4 separate regions of the Mus musculus genome follow, and regions 1, 2 and 3 are each linked to region 4. A link is a contact called in public HiChIP or PLAC-seq, capture Hi-C and promoter capture Hi-C data. All regions are on one chromosome and are shown on one strand. The core of a region is the stretch at or near the end of the contact, and the rest is flanking DNA. Distances in the headings are between cores, read along the strand shown.

Region 1 (3,996 bases), core at 1,407-3,906, 440 kb before region 4:
TCCAGTATGGAATGTTCACAATAGGAAAAATCTATATACATAGAGTGGGTTGATGGTTGCCTTAGAGATCTGTTTAAGACTAGATGATTTCTATCACCCTGCCTGGCTGCAATCTCAAAGCCTGTATGATTTGCAAATGTTGAATTAAATACAATAGGTTGTGTATAATTCCTGTTTGAGGCCAGCCTGAGCTACATAGTGAGTTCCAAGCCAGCCAGAGTTACGGTGAGATCCTGCCTAAAAACCAACCAAACAAAAACTAGAATACAAGCTTAGCCTGATTATTCAAGTGGCCTTGAAATGTTAAAATATTGATAGCTACACCCCATAAACAATTCAGCAGAACTATTTTCAGACTTCCTGTTAGCGTGTGTCCTGAATAACTAAAGAGCAGAACCAACTCACTCTCTCTCTCTCACTCTCTCTCCCTCTCCTTTGCCCCCTCCCGCAGTGTTAGCAGCAGCCCATCAGAGAAGAGACAGTAGAAAGTCCCCCATCAGTAAGACAAACAGCAGCACACAGTCACAGTAAACAGCATGCCGAACACATTGACAATCTCACTTTCTGGAATAATTAGATCAGATGGGAATTTTTAGATATTTTTTTTCCACCCCAAACAGGCAACACTGTTTTTACAATCCAAATGTGACCATGTATCACCAGGGGTTAAATAAGAAAAGAACTTTCTATCTTAGTCTCCCCTCCTAATTCCGTCATTCTTCCTGGGTCCATGCCTGATTTCTGTTACTGTAAAACAGATGAATTGCACAGTAGAGAGGGCCTGGGATGATACTGGCAACATTTACCCATACTGAAACTCAACGTGGGTTAAGTAAGCCTATAATGGAGTTTTACAGCACAGTTGGCATTTCTCAATCTTGTGCAATAAAAGGGAGTTAAAAAAAAAGATAATGAGTTTTCCTAGATTCTCCAAAACCGATGCACTTTATTCTTAAGAGTCTGGTCCGAAAGACTAACAAATCATACAATTTAAGACAGATAAAGCAAGACCAGTAGACAAATATATTTTGCTTCTGTGTGAAAGATAATTAAATTGTAAACTCAAGTATCACTTGCAAACAAACCCTAGGAAGCTCAAATTAGGGAAGCCCCAAAACGCAGGCAAATTAAAAAAATGACTACCATTAAAAACTCTTGATGGACAAATTGCCCCCGATGTCAAACGCCATTATAACCAATCCAGCTCCTCGGAAGGCAAAGCCTATAACTGCAGGGTTACAGTTACCGCCATAGTAACAGTGTAGCAACTAACAACTGGTTCTCCAGACCAGAGACAGAAGTGAAGTGTCTTAACAGACCTGCAGTCAATCCTTTACGACGAACTCATCTAGATTCTGTTCCTTTACCTTTCGGCTTTTTTTCTTAACTGTCATTACTTTAGTGCTTGGAATGTGCCTGTGCCGAAATTATACTACTGTTTTGAAAACACTCTTTAATTTTACATTGTAAACACCATGTATTGCAGTGAAACCGGGTCTCAGTTACCAAGTGTTTCATTTTAAGTACACTGAATCACCACTGTGCATCAGACGAACTAAGTTTAAAAACTCAGTCTAAGCTCAAGGATTCAATGCACGAAAAGTGTTTCCTTGGGGGGTGGGGGTCTAAGAAACTATACCCAACTGTATTAAAATACAGTTTAGTGTTTAAGAACCGTCATCAGTTAATTTTCTAGAACTCTGACAGGACCTGCGTGGGTACTGTGAGAACCTGTGGGTTGGGGTTTTGGACGGGAAGAGGCAAATTTTTAAAAAAAGGGGAAAAAGAAAGTTCAGAAAGCACTGGAAACTCGACCGTGGAGCTGAGGGGCACAGCGTACCTGCCAGCGGCCATAGGTGAGCAGGAACATGGCGATGGGGATGGCGGTGCCTGACATGGCATGCGTGGAGGGCATGCTGTATTCCGAGTTGTAGAAGACCTCCAGCTTGATGACAGGCGGCGAGGCCGGCCGTGGCCAGCGGATGATGTCCTTGGTGCACTGGCCCAGGTACATGACCAGCACCCAGATGATCACCAGCCTCCGGCCCACAAAGGGGTCGAGATTCCAGATCCAGAAGGGGAAGAATAAGATGTAGAAGAGCTCGTTGCCCAGTTCCGTGCCTAAGCAGAACAGGTAGTAGAGCGGCAAGTTGCTCACTTTGACCAGCTCGCCCTCCTCGCCCGTCAACGAGTTGCGGCGCTGCGAGCCCGCGCGGCGGGGCCCGGTCGGGCCCGGCTCGGCCGCCAGCCCGTTGCGCACGCCGTTCGGGGCACCGCAGCAGTCCGCCTTGGCGGGGCTGTCCTCAGCGCCCGGCTGCCGTCCCCGTCGCCGGGGTTCTCCCGGGGCTCCGCGAACCTCGGTCTCTGCATCCTCGTCCGCCGCCGGGCTGCTGAGCGGCACCTCCACCCCACACAGACGCTGGAAGCTCGCCACCCGCTGCGGCTCCTGCAGACGGCTGGCCAGCAGAGCCAGCCGCTGCCCCAGGGACATGGTCGCGGGCCACTCGGGAATTGATCCGGCCACGCGCTCCTCGCCAGCCACAGCCGCCACGGTGCCTAGCTCGACTCGCTCGAGGCTGCCGGCGACCGCGCCAACAGGCCGCAGCGGCCGCCGCGCGCGCCCTGCGCCCCGCGCGCCCCTCCCCTGGCGCGCTCACGGAGGCCCGCGCCGCGCGCGCAGCCCGGAGCTGTCGCCGAAGCCCCGCCTCCCGGTGCTCCTGGTTGCTGTGCGAAGAACAGTGCGGGTCTAGGCAGGGCTGGTGACCCAGGAGCTGCCCGCGGCTTTTATTAGCCTGGAATCAATTGGGGCGTGATGAATGGAGGCAAAGTAACCGCCGCGAAACCGGAATCGTCCGACTCACGCCATTAATTAGCAACTAATTTCAGAGCTGTCTCGGATGGTTGATGTCCGGAAAGCCACGTGCCAATTGACCAGCGGTGGCAAGATTAGAAAACCGTAGATAATCCAGGACAGAGCCTGGGTATGTGATCGCTGACACAGCTGTGGTCTGCAAAGGAAAAGCCAGTCACCTACCAAGTAAAATCTGACTGTCACTCATCACATACGTCTCTTAAGCGAATTTAGGTGTAAAATTTCCTTAATAAATTCTAGCACTTAGCAAGATTGCTCAGAACACATAGTTAGTGGGAGAATGTAGCGTGGAGAATTCTGAGGGTATTTTTTGTTTTGTCTTTTATCGTTTTCTTTTTGTGAGTTTCGGGTTTGTTTTTTTGTTTGTTTGTTTTTTTGTTTTTGTTTTTGTTTTGTTGTTGTTGTTTGTTTTGTTTTGTTTTTGTTTTTGAACCAGGGTATATCATTTAGCCGAGATTGGCCTCAGCCTTGCTATGTAGTTAAGGCTAGCCCTGAACTGTTGATCCTTCTGGTGAAGCCCCCCAAGACTCGGGGTTACTGGGGCACCATGCCAGGTTTGAACTTGGAATCTGATAGGCTGAACTAGAATCTTAACAGGATTGTCTTGCAAGTCACAAACTTGACTTTAACTTCTAGATGGATCCGATTTTATTAAAAGATTTCAAAGTTTTAATTCCAGGAAGTTATTTTCAGTCAAGGCAAACGAATGTCTATAATTAAAGACTGAACTACTTCCAAGAAAGAGGCTGGAAAATGCTCCATGCTGGTAAGCCATGAGAAATAGTTTCATTTCCCAAGAAAGATTGCTTCCCAGCTCCTCCTATTCCACTTGCTGCAGTCATAAAGAGGATTGCCTCGAGTCCCTGGCCCTGGAATTGCTGAGGTTGGAAAGGTTGAGGGAGCACAGACGAATCCCAGCGCTTGGAGGCTGACATGGGAAGATTTGGAGTTTGAGGACAGCTGGGGCTTCATAACAAGATACTGTATCAAAATAAGTAAAAGCGTTTACAGCCTAGGAAAGCAGACAAGCATGAGAAAAGGAATACTGGGCCTGAAGAATGGTATACAAAGTAACCATGGTTTGCTATGGGTGTCTCTTCTTAGCCAGCAAGCAGGAAGCTCTG
Region 2 (4,060 bases), core at 1,081-3,580, 510 kb before region 4:
ACAGTTGCAGTGCCATGTCTGTCTGTCTCTGTCTCTGTCTCTGTCTCTCTCTCTCTCTCTCTCTCACACACACACACACACACACACACACAATGTAATAAAATATTCAAAGACAGAAAGCTTAGCAGTGAACTGTATATATTCCAACTAATACATTTGAGCTTGAGTCCAGACTAAAGTACAATGAGACTGTGAGGTTTTCTTCTTTTCTCCACTTGATTGTCTTTTGTTTTAGAGAGACCACTGAAAATGTAGAAATGTAGGGTTTCTGTTTTGTTTGTTCTTTTAGCATAAGAGTGGGAAAGAAAAAAAAAAAAAACCATAACAACAAAAAGCTAACCCCAGCACTCGGGAGGCAGAGGCAGGTGGATTTCTGAGTTCAAGGCCACCCTGGTCTACAAAGTGAGTTCCAGGACAGCCAGGGCTATACAGAGATACCCTGTCTCAAAAAACAAAACAAAAAAACAACAAAAAGCAATGTCTTAAGCTGGATGTGAGACACTGGCCTTTAACCCCAACATGCAGGAGGCAGAGGCAGGTGGATCTGTGAGTTCAAAGCTAGCCTAAATTCTAGGTCAGCCAAAGCTACATAGGTTGAAGCCCTGCCTCAAAAACAACAAGAAAGATACACACATACACACACACAAAACACACAATGTTTTCAGTTCTATTTATAATAAATAGAAGGTGCAGTTCGGTTGATGTGAAAGCCTATAATTCCAGCACTTGAGAGAACACCAAGTTCTCTAAGTTTAAGGCTAGCCTAGTTTACAAAGTGAGCTCTAGGACCACCAGAACCTCACAGAAACCCTGACTCCAAAACCCCAAACCAACCAACCAACCCAAACCAACCAACCCTGAAAGTTGCAGAAAACAGTCAAGATTTTAAACAAAGGTGGACACGAAAGAAACCTCAACAGTCACAGGGGCTGACTTACTTTTGCCCTGTTCTATAAAATCTAAGGTAAAAAGACGAGCTAGACACTTCTCACTTCTGCTCTCTAGATAGTACTGTCCTGACCCCAAGATAGGCGGGTAAGTAGTCAACACAGAGGTATCTCACACTTACATTGTTAACTAGGCTGCATGATTTTGTGGTCTTTAAACAAGAAGCAGAAACAGGTATGGTTGATACCAATAACATAGACTATAAGTCCACATCTTCACTGAATTATCACAACACTGAGAAGCAATTTGGCACGGACCATGCACTTTTTAACAACCTGATGATTGCAAAGCAAAGTTAGGAAGTAGACCTTTAGACTGATGCCTTCCTACCAGTTCATCTTACTTGGATAATAACCAATTAACTGGTTTCCTGGTACACTGTTTAGGATTTTAAAATAATTTCTTTTTTCTTTCCTTTTCTTTTTTTGTTTTTTCAAGACAGGGTTTCTCTGTGTAGCCCTGGCTGTTCTGGAACTCACTCTGTAGACCAGGCTGGCCTCGAACTCAGAAATCCGCCTGCCTCTGCCTCCCAAGTGCTGGGATCAAAGGCGTGTGCCACCACTGCCCGGCTTTAAAACAATTTCAAGTTAGGAAAGAAAACAGGAGCGTTTTACTAGTTGTACTATCTTTAATTTTACATTTGTGGAAGCTGAATTCCCTCAATTTAAGTTGTCAGAGTTAGCCTAAATGAGACATTTCACAAAAATAAGATGCTGCCAGCACTGCCTCTTGGGTGGTTTTCGTTGTGAATTAGGTTTGTGTGTGTGTGTGTGTGTGTGCATGACAAAGTTTTCCCAAGAAGCACTGGTTAGCTGGAAACTCAAAGAGATCCTCTTGCCTCTACCTCCCTCCCAGTCAGTACTGGGATCCCCGGTGTGCTTCACCACACCCGACCAGCACCTAGCTCGGTGGACAGCTGTGTGGCCTAGATGACACCACACACGTAAGGAACTTAGCCTAGTAGCCTGCATCACAGCACATACTGTACGACTTGGCTCCGCGTACCAAATGAAAAAATCTGCTTTTTGATGTGGAAAAAGGCCGGAGCCAGGAGGTGGGTGTGGGATGAGTGAGAGGAAGGGCAGGCAAGAGCGAGCAGGGACCTACCCACCCTTCCTCGAAACTGAAGCAGAGACCTTCGGGTGGCATGGACCCCACATCCTGGCATACAGAGACCCACGCGGTCCCTGCGCATGCACGTGCTCCCTCTCACACCACCCGCTCCCCTTCTGCGCTCCCCGCCCAGGGCTCTCCACGCGCGTGCCACCCAGTGGCCGCCGGTCGAGAGAGCTGCCCGCCCTGCCCAGCAGAAAGTACCTCCGCAGCAAACCCCACACTGGAGCTGGAGAAAACGCACGCTCTGCCCACGGCCGGCTGGAACTCCGCCCTCCGGCTCTGATTGGGTAAAAATATAGAGGAAGCTGAAGCGGATTGGTCCATAGCACAGAGGCCGGACCATAACCAGCGGGCTCTTCTGAAGCGGGAGCCGCGCGCCTTTGCTTGCTACCTTCCGATTGGACGAGGGCAGAAGGTCTGCGCATGCGTAACTCGGTCTACGGACCACGCCATACAACACCTCCCTCTAGGTCAGGTTAACGGAAGTCCCTGGGACCCAGCTTCCTGGACGTGTGGCCAATAAAAGGCAAGATCGTCACCGATTCCGCCTTTTCATGCGGATGTGGCTTTGCAGTTTCTTCCAGCACTTCTTCCGCTTCCTCGGACTCGGGTGTAAAGTTATTTCGCGGACCAGAGGAGTGGGGCTGAGGCAGGATTTCGTGGATCTGAAATAACCACACGTGATCACAAAGCCTAGCTATACAGGCGGGTTTGAACGAGCAGTATCCGGCCTTCACTCCAGCATGGCTATGACTCAAGGTTGACAGGAGCGCAATTACAAAATCTGGAGGTAGTTTTGCCTCGGCCCCAGGTAACTCTGGGAATTGAAGTCCATAATGGTCAGGTCCTGTCTCATCTGTCCTATTTTGATGTTGCTTTTAAACTTTAGTTTGATACAGGGCTGATGTTCCAACTGTAGTGGAGACATGACATCTGGCCCTACCAATAGGGGAATGAGCTCTGTCCTTGAACACCAAGAAGCCCTGAATCTAGTTTAGGTGGACTCTACCCTCTTTTCATTATAGATGAATACCTGTGGTATAACAACCATGAGACCGCGTTTTCCAGTGTAAACAATTCAGAAAATACGTACTTGGTTAAGCGATAATGCAAACAAGCCAGATTGTCCCTGGAAATACATTCGGCTGGGACTCGTGAAATTAACGTGCTGTGTATACCCACAGGAATCTGAATAAGGGGAACTAACTAGGGGATATATCTTGGTGCTGTTAAAAGGTATCCTTCCCCTGGAAATCCCCCCAAGGTGAGTTTAGGTTGGTCCCATTTACAGCTAGTAGAGTTGGAGATAGAGATTATTGTTTGATTAGTTGCAGTTTCTAATTAATATCGGTCTTGGTGTCATGGCATAGCCAGGAGTCCTGACCTACAGTGGGTTAAGAATGGTTAGGGAACTGACATACTCTTTTCATATCCTGAACACTGAGATGCTGGCTTCCACTGCCTTCTGGACCTTTATCTATGAAGTTACTAAAGGGAATTCCTGGGGGAAATTGGAGTTGGGAGCTTGCCATCCTAGGGGGCTTGTAACCTGACCCCCCGGGGTTTTGGTCTTTGCCATGCCCTGATCTTTATATCACAGGTAGTGATGGTTCTTATTTTAGGACTATGAAGGGATCCGTGTAACCCGGAGAGGACTCAGTTTTGCTATCCAACCAAGAACAATGGCTTTCGGGGAAGGGGCATCAACTGCAGCCATAGTGCTGGACCCAGGGATGCGCTTCTCCCCAGGAGCAAGTGAGCCATGCCCCAGTAGTCTCTGGTTGTAGCACTTTACAGAAATCTACCTGGAAGGTAGTTTGGGTTTCAGTGGATAGATTGGTTAAGAGCTCCCTGGTTCTGGTTTTTTACATTTTTATACCCAGTGCCCTGACGTATGGGGACTTGGGAGCCTTTCCAAAAGGAGAGAAAAAGACAAAATAGGACAACTATGATTCTAGGGCCCTTGTCAGTCTTTAGGGGTTTGGAGGACCTAGTG
Region 3 (4,609 bases), core at 148-2,647, 410 kb before region 4:
CTATGTTATTTGGGTCATGGTGTTTATCACAACACCAAAAAACAAACTAAGGCACATGAGTACTCATGCCACCATAACATATTGGTTCTTTGAGACATTTGACTGTTCTATAACTTACCCTGTAGACTAGTCTTGCGCGCGCTCAACTGGCCAGGAAGAACGACGCTGCAACAGGATCCTTCTGCACACGTTTATTGGGAGAGCATTGATTGCATAGGCGAAAGAAGAACAACAACCCCGAACAAAGAAAATGATGCTGCTTATATACCCCTCCATGTGACGTGTCAGCTCCTGACTAGCTGCTCACTCATCATCCCACTACTACGCCCCGGGATGGGCAGTGACTTGGCATGAATTTACTCTTGCACCTGCGCACATTACTTGTTTACCAGCTAGGCACAGCGGAGGCTCATGATGGCAATTGCTCAAGGCTCTCCACAGACTAGGTTGGCCTTGAACTCACAGAGATCTATCTACCTGCCTCTGCCTCCCTAGTGCTGGGGTTACTGGCATGCACCTCTACTGCTCAGCAACTAGATGCATTTCTATGTGCACATAGAAATACATGCATATATACATGTACATATGCATGTATATGTATATGCACATGTGTACATTTTGCTTGTTTGTATGTGTGTGTGCCATATATTAGAGCATATCTGTTCAATTATCTTTTCACATCTCAGATTTTTACAGGTCATCAGTCCTCTGCTAATTGTAGTCCCAGAAGATCCTATACCTTCTGTGGCTTCCTCAGATACTGCATAAATAGGATGTAGACATACATGCAGGCAAAACACCCATATACATAAAACAAAATAAATAAATACATTTATTGTAGCGTGGAGAGTGACTAAGGAAAACATTCAACAATGACCTTTGATTTCTACTTGTGCATGCAGAGAAGAGCACATGTACACATGCACATGTGCACACAGAGGGACAGAGAGAGACAGAGTAAGACAGACAGAGAAAGAGAGTTAAGCTCAAGTAGCTAATGTAGGGCTGGCAAGATGGGTCAAATAGTAAAAGACTGATGACCTAAGTTTGAATCCCAGAACCACCTACTATATATATATATATAAATCTGCCTGTTTTGTGGGGAGTGACCCCAGAGGCAAGAGGTCTATCAGACTTACTCCTAGCCCAAGATCTGCCTATTGTTCGCTTACTTTTTTTCCTAGGAGTATTTTGAGGATACAAGGAGTTAATTCATGCAAAGAATTTAGACTAGAGCTTGGTATGCATAAATCTTCAGTAAGTAGTGGGCTGTTAGTTTCATTATCACTAGTGATAAGGACTGGCAATTAGAGTTGACTAGGCAGTTTAAGGTCAGGACTCCTAGGGTGAACAGGCCCATTTTTAGCCAGAAGCAGGAAGGAGCCCTGGTTTTCCAGGCAGGAAGGACAGAAGGAAGCTCTGGTTTCTTATCTCTTTCCAAAAGCGCTGCCTGCAGGCTCTGCATGAGGAAGTGACCGGAAGTCCTGTTCAGACACTCATTCCTTCTAGTGAGCAACTTTGGAGTTGGATTTCTGGATTTTCATGATAGCAATGGGTTGTATTTATTTCTCCCTCGATTCAGCTCATCTCCTAGAGGATTTTAGATCTTGAAGGGAAAAGTTACGGTAGTCTTGGAGGCATCTGAGGACAGCTACTGGAGCTCTGTTGAAACCCATTACGCGAAAGTCTAAAGCCGTTTCCTCCTGGTCAAAACAATGGAGTAACCAGGTATGGTGACTCACATCTGGATCTGTGAATTTGAGTTAGACCATTGAATATCATAGTCTCCTCCCTTAAGAGTTAATTCACAAAAAGAAAAAGAAAAACATTTTGAAAAGAGTTAACTCAGGAGTCTAGAAAGAAGGGTCAGCAGTTAAGAGCATTTTCTGCTTTTCCAGAGGAAAAACCTTCCCAATAAACCTGCCGTGTGTGTGTGTGTGTGTGTGTGTGTGTGTGTGTGTGTGTGTGTGTATAAAACCAGCCAAACAAAATAAAACATCTCAGTGGGACTAGAGAGATGACTCGGCGGCGGCTAACAGCACTTATTGTTCTTTCAGAGAACACTTCCTTGTTCAGTCCTAAAACTCAACTTATGCAGGAATCTGCCTTGCTGCTTTGGTATTGTTCATTCGGCTCAAATTTTGCACCCTTGACACTCATATATCACGCAGCTCCCTTTCCTCCCCCCCCCCCCAGAACTTCAGATGTCTTTTCTACAGAATAAACACCTCAAAGGTTTTCACAGATTTTTCCCTCCAAAGTTTTTAATACACTTTGTGTGTGTGTGTGTGTGTGTGTGTGTGTGTGTGTGTGTGTGTGTGTGAGTGAGTGACTCTTTTCTCCTTCCTCTGTGTGGGTCCTGGGGCTGGAACTCAGGTCATCAGGCGTGGCAGCAGGCACCCTTCCCTGCGGAGGCCTCTAACTGCTGCACAGCTGTGCTGTTTTGATGGTTTTAAGTCCCTCGGCTTCTCAACCTCCAAAGTACAGATTGGTTTGTGAGTGTTCTGTTTCTTCTGTGAGAGCGCTACCCTGACGTCATCCCGGAGAAGCGCCAGGAAGTCACCCAATGTTGCTCCTGTAATTGCACTTGATGTTAAACTTGGCTGGTCTCTGATAAACAGGTGAAAATAATTATGGCTTTGTCTGTGTCTGTGTGAATTGTTGAGCACCACCTGCATGCAGGATTCCTCAGAGGTCAGAAGGCCGCACTGGAGCCCCAGGATGGGGGCCTCTGCCAGAGCAGTAAGTACTCTTACCCATGAGCCAGCTCTCCAGCCCCTGCACACATTCTAATCAGCACAATGCATATATGCATTTTACTTCTCAGTGTTAGGGCTCAAACCCAGGCATCATGCAGATTAAGAACACACTGTCCCACGGAGGCTGGTGACATCGTGGCTCAGTGAGTAACAGATCGAGATGGTAGAAAGAGAGAATCAACCCCTGCCAAGGTGTCCTGAGACTTCCCACAAGTATGCCATGTGTAAATACATGAGTAAAATAAATGAGATGAAGCGACTTAAAAATACTTTAGCCTAAATAACTTACAAATTGAAGTTGATTTCTCATAGTTTTGCAGAGCAGGAAGTTTAAGATCAAAGTATCAAGAAATTCAGTGTCTTCATGAGTCTTTGCTTAACTGAAAATGTCATCTGTGTCCTCATGTGCTGGAAGGGACACTTGCCCTCCCCTGGGTCTCTTTTCCAAGCATACTAATCTGGGACAGTGGGACAGTATCAGTTCAGTGATACTGGCTTGCTAGCTTGCTCATGTCCCTGGGTTGGTCCCCAGCACCACGAACATTAATAACACCATTATTCTAAGTCATGAGAGCCCCATCATCACGACTCCTGTTTCAAACTTCTTAGCTCTTGGAGCCTGGAGAGATGCTCAGAGGTTTCAAGCGCCGGCTGCTCTGGCAGAGGAACTGGGTTCAGTTCTCAGCACCCACACCATGGTTGCTACACAGTGCCTGCAACTCCAGTTCCAGGGGATCAAACACCTTTCTCTGACCTCCATGGGTAGACATGTACACGGAGCACATACATATGTGCAAGCACCCGCAAATACATATTGCGTCCCACTCGACCGGCAAGAAAGACACAACAAACTGGAATCTTCTGCGGCAAAAGCTTTATTGCTTACTTCTTCAGGAAGACCCCGAACTGGGAAAATGGCGCCGCTTTTATAGCCCACAGCGTGACGTTTCAGCACCTGATATGGCGTGACAGCTCCTGATTCGTTGCTCGCCCATCACCCCACTATTACACCCCGAGAATGGGAGTGACTAGTGGAGTGAGTTCACTCTCGCACCTGCGTACAAGGCTTGTTTACTAGTTAGGCACAGCGGAGGCCAGCGCCATCTTATAATGGTGATTGCTCGCGGCACGGCTCTCCACAAATACATAACAAATAAAAATAAAGAAATCTCTGGGTTTTATTTTTTTAAATATGCCTACTTCTTCATATTGCTTCATTGAGGACTACGTGTCATATACTAACTGGAAGCATGGTGTTGGTGAGGAAGACCTACAAACACTCGCGCCTACCACCTCCTTCGATTTCTGTAATTGAATGTATATTTAGCCTTCTTTAGGCCATAGTTTTTATTATTGTTTGTGTTGTCTGCAATTGTGGATGAGAGGGACATATGTGGCGCAGCACATATATGTATCAGAGGGCAGTTTGCAAGAGTCCTTTCTCTTCTACCACCTCCACAGTGACACACTTCCTCCAACAAGGCCACACCCACTCCAACAAGGCTATACCTCCTAATAGTGGGCCAAGCATATTCAAACCACCACAGATGTGATAGGAATTCTAGAGGAGCTGGGGTGCTGAGTGATGGATGTGATCATATGTTGTTTGCATGTCTAAAAATTTCAAAGAATAAATAAAAGTTTACAAATATTTCATTAAAAAAGAAAGAAAAAATTCACAATAGCTAAATATCAGTGATAAAACCTAGAAAAATAAAAAAAATTATTTTGTAGTCAACAACTCATGGTTACTGAAGTCATGAATGGTACAGGAGAACCTATCACTGTTACTTCCTTAAGCCAGTGTAGCTCCTAGCTGTAAGTATCTATCCTTATACCCACAGAAAGGT
Region 4 (4,117 bases), core at 636-3,135:
CTAATAGCCAAATGTTCTGTTTTCAAGGGCGTTGCATATATAGTAGAAACAACTTTCCTGCAAATGAGTGTATTCCTCGGAATTTTATATAATCACTTTATAGTCATTCCATAAAGTGACTCAAAACATCAACTAAAATTTTAACATGAAATATCATTGCCTATTGGATACACATTTAATAAGAATTACAGTGTTTTAGTCTTTAAAAGGGACATGAGGTCTATTAAATGCTAATTTATATATTTGATATATTGAATTTAGTACTAAATTTCACATTTTTATATTAAAAATAAATCCTGAGAAACGTTCAATCTGACTAGATCCATTTGGGTTCCTCAGACCCACCTTGGAATTGTCTTCTGCATGCTTTTTGTTGATTTCAAGCATTTATATATCTTAGGCAAGACTTAAAGTGTTGTCTTTAAAACTGCTCTTGAAATAAGAATTTCAGATTCATCTAGACATCTATTGAACATAAAATGAAATCCTAAAGTTTCTGCTTTAACCCTGACTGATAAAACCTCATCTTTTACTTCATATAGAATGCTGTAGAGAAATGGTCTCAGCCTTCCTAGTGGGGCAATTTCTTTAATACAGACCCTTGTGTTATGCTAACCTCCAACCATAAAATTGTTTTCATTGCTACTTTATAACTGTAATTTTGCTGTTGTTATGAATCATAATGTAAATGTTTTTGGAGATCGAGGGGAGGGGGGGGTGTCTCAAAGGGGTCGCGACCCACTGGTTGAGAACCCTTACAATCAGACTTGCTCTGGTAAGAAAATGAAGCTACTGATTACACTCTTCTTGTTGTCACTATATATCCTCTTTCTAATCTTTCCTTTCACTCTTTAAATAACATTTACACGGAGAGAGGAAATATCCACCATGAGCCGGATCATTATAGTAACAATGAAATTTCAAGTGATGCTTACAAAAACACTTGAAATAGAACAAGACATAAACATCTTTCCTCGAGGGTACTATGTGCCAAACACAAACCTGCCTTCTAAATCCTAAGTTAAATTGTCACGCTTGCTTTCTGAATAGCGCTCAAATTCATAGTTTTGTTTTATACACACACACACAGACACACACACACACACATACCAATATTCACTCTTTCCACTATGAAACTGTCACCACAGGTAATCAGGAAGAAGCAACAGTTAGATTCCTCTTCAGCATATAAGAGAAATCAGATTTAATCTTTCTCAGACTATCCAGGAAAGAAGTTAAACTCTATTTCTGACACGACTAAGGATTGCCAGTCGACAAGCCATGATCACCTGCCTAAGATAGGCATATCTTCCCTGGTCCACCACACTCAAGCAAGAAGCGTCATCATCGTATCCACTGCTAGGAAAACCACAGGAATTTTCTTCCTTTAAAATGAAATTATATTTATATAACTAAACCAAAAGTCAGTAAAAATTTCTGTTTCCGGTAGTGTTCAGAACAGTTGCATACATGCCCGTGCCCCAACCCTCCCCCCCCCTTTTTTTTTTGTTCTATACTCTGCCGGCTTCCCACAAAGTCAATTAAGCCTCACTATGAGCAAAGGGACACTTACCTAGCGGGTGGACATTCTCTCTTTTGCATTCTCTAAATGCAGACACGTACTTTCCTCGGTCCCTGAGCGGGACTCGCAGCCACTGGTTGTCGCTCAGCCTGCGGCGGCTGCCAGACTCTACTGCAGACCCGGATGCCAAGGGATGCCAGTGGCCGCACAAGCCGCTCCCTCCAGGCCAGCTCCCCACCTCCTCTACTCCCAGGAAGTTTCAAGAGGTGGTTGATGCTAGAAGCCTGGGAGAAGGCAGGGACCCGAGAGTGCCTTTCAAAAGGGCCAGCAGCTGGAGAAGCTGCAAAGACTGCCCACGACTAACGAACGAACGTTAGTGCGTCTTTCTTTTAAAGACCTGGAAAGAGTGTGGGAGGGTAGCTGAGAAGCCCACGTGACCACAAACCGGGAGCCAGAGATCTCAGGCACTCCCGCGCCGTGCAACCAGATCCACTGGATGTGGACCTCCAGCCACTTCACAGTCATCCTCTAGGGACACCCCGCTTCCAATAGACTGACGATGAAGGATCGAGATGGGGGCCCGGGAATGGGAATTTCTGACCAGATCCCCAGGGATTCTGGACTTAACCGCGTGCGTCCAGGGACCACACTTAATCCTGTTTCCATACTTTGACCTACGTGCGTGTCATTAAATGCTTAAGTTTGACAACTCTCCTTGAGAAGCATGGGCCAGGCCCCGGTTTCGGGTAATAGCACCGAAATTAGCAGTAATAACGAAGTAATGAAGGCAGATTCCTTTGCAGGGAGTGTTAGCTTGTGCTCCAGAAAGGCAAGGCAATGGGGCTGGAGGTGAAGGTTTGAACGCTCATCTATCAGCGGCTGGCGATGGAAGCCGGGAGAGAAAACGAGTTGTTTTTTGTTTTGTTTTGTTTTGTTTCGTTAAAAAAAAAAAAGAAAAGAAAAAGAAAAAGAAAAAGAAAAAGAAAAAGAAAAAGAAAAAGAAAAAGAAAAAGAAAAAGAAAAAAAGGCAATGGGTTAGGTCCAAGATCCCGCGAGCCTCCTGGAATTCACCTGGAGAAAATCTGCCTGCGCTTTTACAGGGGCGGAGAGGGTCTCTGGCGCCCCCTGATGGTAGATCTGATCCTCCCAGCTCAATCGCTTAGCCTGGAAGTGACCCTTCTACACAAAGGCTGAAACCATACCTTATAGTCTTTGAGGAAACAACTGGCTTTAAGGCAGCCTTTGGTGGCAAAAGTTAAAAGGAAAACAAATGACCTGTAGGCCAACCTGGTGTCACTGGTGTACCTAATTAATCGTCAAGCCATCCGCACACATCACGGGGATGTTTGTGAAGGATTTTAAAGATCTACTTTTTATCTTTTAAATTATGCACACATGGGTATGTACACAGGCGTGCAGATGTCTACGGAGACTATAGGTGCGGGATTCCCTCCTGCGTATGGGTGCTGGGAACAGAATTAGGCTTCTGTACAAGAGCAGCAAGCTATCTTAACAGCTGAGATGTCCCTTCAGACCCAGAATGTGATTCTTGGTGGACGGTACTCTAATAGAAGAAAACCGGGGGGGGGGGGGGGGGCGGGGGGGATTTGGAGGGAAACTTATACAATGTCAGCCTCAACATTTTGGGTGTAACCAAAACGCCTTCGGGGACCTTTCTGAGGCCCGGGTTTATGAGTGCCACAGGTAGGCACCGCAGACTACATATGTGGAGAAGCACGGTCTTTATAGACTATGAGCAAAGGCTATACCAAAAGTTTCGCTGCTGCCGGGCGGTGGTGGCTCACACCTTTAATCCCAGCACTTGGGAGGCAGAGGCAGGCGGATTTCTGAGTTCGAGGCCAGCCTGGTCTACAAAGTGAGTTCCAGGACAGCCGGGGCTACACAGAGAAACCCTATCTCGAAAAAAACAAAAACAAAGCTCGCTGCCCCCATTCATCCCATGTACAGGTTTCATTTAAGCTAAAAGTCCTGGGTTCTCTCCATTTGTGAGATAGAATGTCCCTGTCCTTTTAGGAAAGGTAGAGTGGATGGGAGAGTGGGTAGCTACTGAGTCCATCCTGGTGAGGATAGGCAAGGATGAGATTAATACTTCCCAGTCTGCACGTCCCTGTGTCCTTTCCTGTGTGTCTGTGTGTCCTGTGTCACTCAGTCCTTCCTCCTTTCCTGCCTTGGTAGAAAAGTTGCAGTAGCGATCTTAAACAAATCAGTTCATTTAATGATACTTTGTTAACAAGATTCATCTGGAGGGAGGCCAGGATAGCTCAACCAATAAATGAACTTGCCGAGCTAGTCTGACAGACCAGCGTTTAGTTCACAGAACCCAAGGAGGTGGAAGGATTTATGTAAGAGCTGGGCTCAGTTCCAGCACCCACATGGCGACTCACAATTACCTGTAACTCCAGTCCCAGGGGAGCCAATACTCTCTTCTGACCTCCAGTCACTAGGCACATATATGGTACACATACTTACACACATGCCGGCTAAACACCCACATACATAAAACTAAATAACTAAAATTAAAAGATGGAAGGAGAGAAGGAGGGACCCAACTCCAGAAAGTTACCAAAAGTTACC

The links. Promoter capture Hi-C pulls out the DNA fragments that hold promoters and counts their contacts. HiChIP or PLAC-seq counts read pairs in DNA pulled down with a chosen protein or histone mark. Capture Hi-C pulls out chosen DNA fragments and counts their contacts.
Region 1: a contact with region 4 is called in an H3K27ac HiChIP or PLAC-seq map of VIP interneurons, with 9 times the contacts expected there. The contact joins the promoter of Sgpp1 here to the promoter of Esr2 in region 4. A contact is called at or near these places in 7 of 39 promoter capture datasets (cranial neural crest, embryonic stem cells, hippocampal neurons and 2 more), 1 of 484 Hi-C or Micro-C datasets (embryonic stem cells), 6 of 115 datasets of contacts at active chromatin or transcription factors (VIP interneurons, embryonic stem cells, large pre-B cells and 1 more) and 1 of 9 other capture datasets (embryonic stem cells).
Region 2: a contact with region 4 is called in a capture Hi-C map of embryonic stem cells, with 2.7 times the contacts expected there. The contact joins the promoter of Wdr89 here to the promoter of Esr2 in region 4. A contact is called at or near these places in 6 of 39 promoter capture datasets (the 3T3-L1 cell line, 3T3-L1-derived adipocytes, embryonic stem cells and 2 more), 1 of 484 Hi-C or Micro-C datasets (cortical neurons), 2 of 115 datasets of contacts at active chromatin or transcription factors (embryonic stem cells and stem cell-derived neural progenitor cells) and 1 of 9 other capture datasets (embryonic stem cells).
Region 3: a promoter capture Hi-C map of liver shows a contact between it and region 4, with 2.2 times the contacts expected there. The contact joins the enhancer-like site here to the promoter of Esr2 in region 4. A contact is called at or near these places in 18 of 39 promoter capture datasets (the 3T3-L1 cell line, 3T3-L1-derived adipocytes, the C10 cell line and 11 more), 2 of 15 datasets of contacts at CTCF or cohesin (the NIH/3T3 cell line and large pre-B cells), 4 of 484 Hi-C or Micro-C datasets (3T3-L1-derived adipocytes, embryonic stem cells and liver), 7 of 115 datasets of contacts at active chromatin or transcription factors (embryonic basal ganglia, embryonic forebrain, embryonic heart and 4 more) and 4 of 9 other capture datasets (adipose tissue, liver, macrophages and 1 more).

What each region holds. Positions count from the first base shown.
Region 1 is chr12:75,733,073-75,737,068 of GRCm38.p6, forward strand. It overlaps Sgpp1 (sphingosine-1-phosphate phosphatase 1), which reads right to left and starts at 2,657. Exons shown (of 3, transcript NM_030750.3): 1 at 1,841-2,657. The coding sequence starts at 2,491.
Region 2 is chr12:75,667,207-75,671,266 of GRCm38.p6, forward strand. Wdr89 (WD repeat domain 89) reads right to left here and starts at 2,331. Exons shown (of 2, transcript NM_028203.1): 1 at 2,266-2,331. Gm34717 (a long non-coding RNA gene) reads left to right here and starts at 2,519. Exons shown (of 3, transcript XR_381697.2): 1 at 2,519-2,875.
Region 3 is chr12:75,764,559-75,769,167 of GRCm38.p6, forward strand. All of the region lies in intron 3 of Gm40447 (collagen alpha-1(II) chain-like), which reads right to left. Among named protein-coding and RNA genes, the nearest start is that of Sgpp1, 31 kb to the left of the region's middle. Within about 2 kb of position 1,398, at least 33 of the 459 cell types and tissues checked have an H3K27ac peak or open chromatin away from gene starts, as enhancers often do. A contact at or near this core is called in adipose tissue, liver and trophoblast stem cells, where this site is marked.
Region 4 is chr12:76,175,374-76,179,490 of GRCm38.p6, forward strand. It overlaps Esr2 (estrogen receptor 2 (beta)), which reads right to left and starts at 1,886. Exons shown (of 10, transcript NM_207707.1): 1 at 1,574-1,886.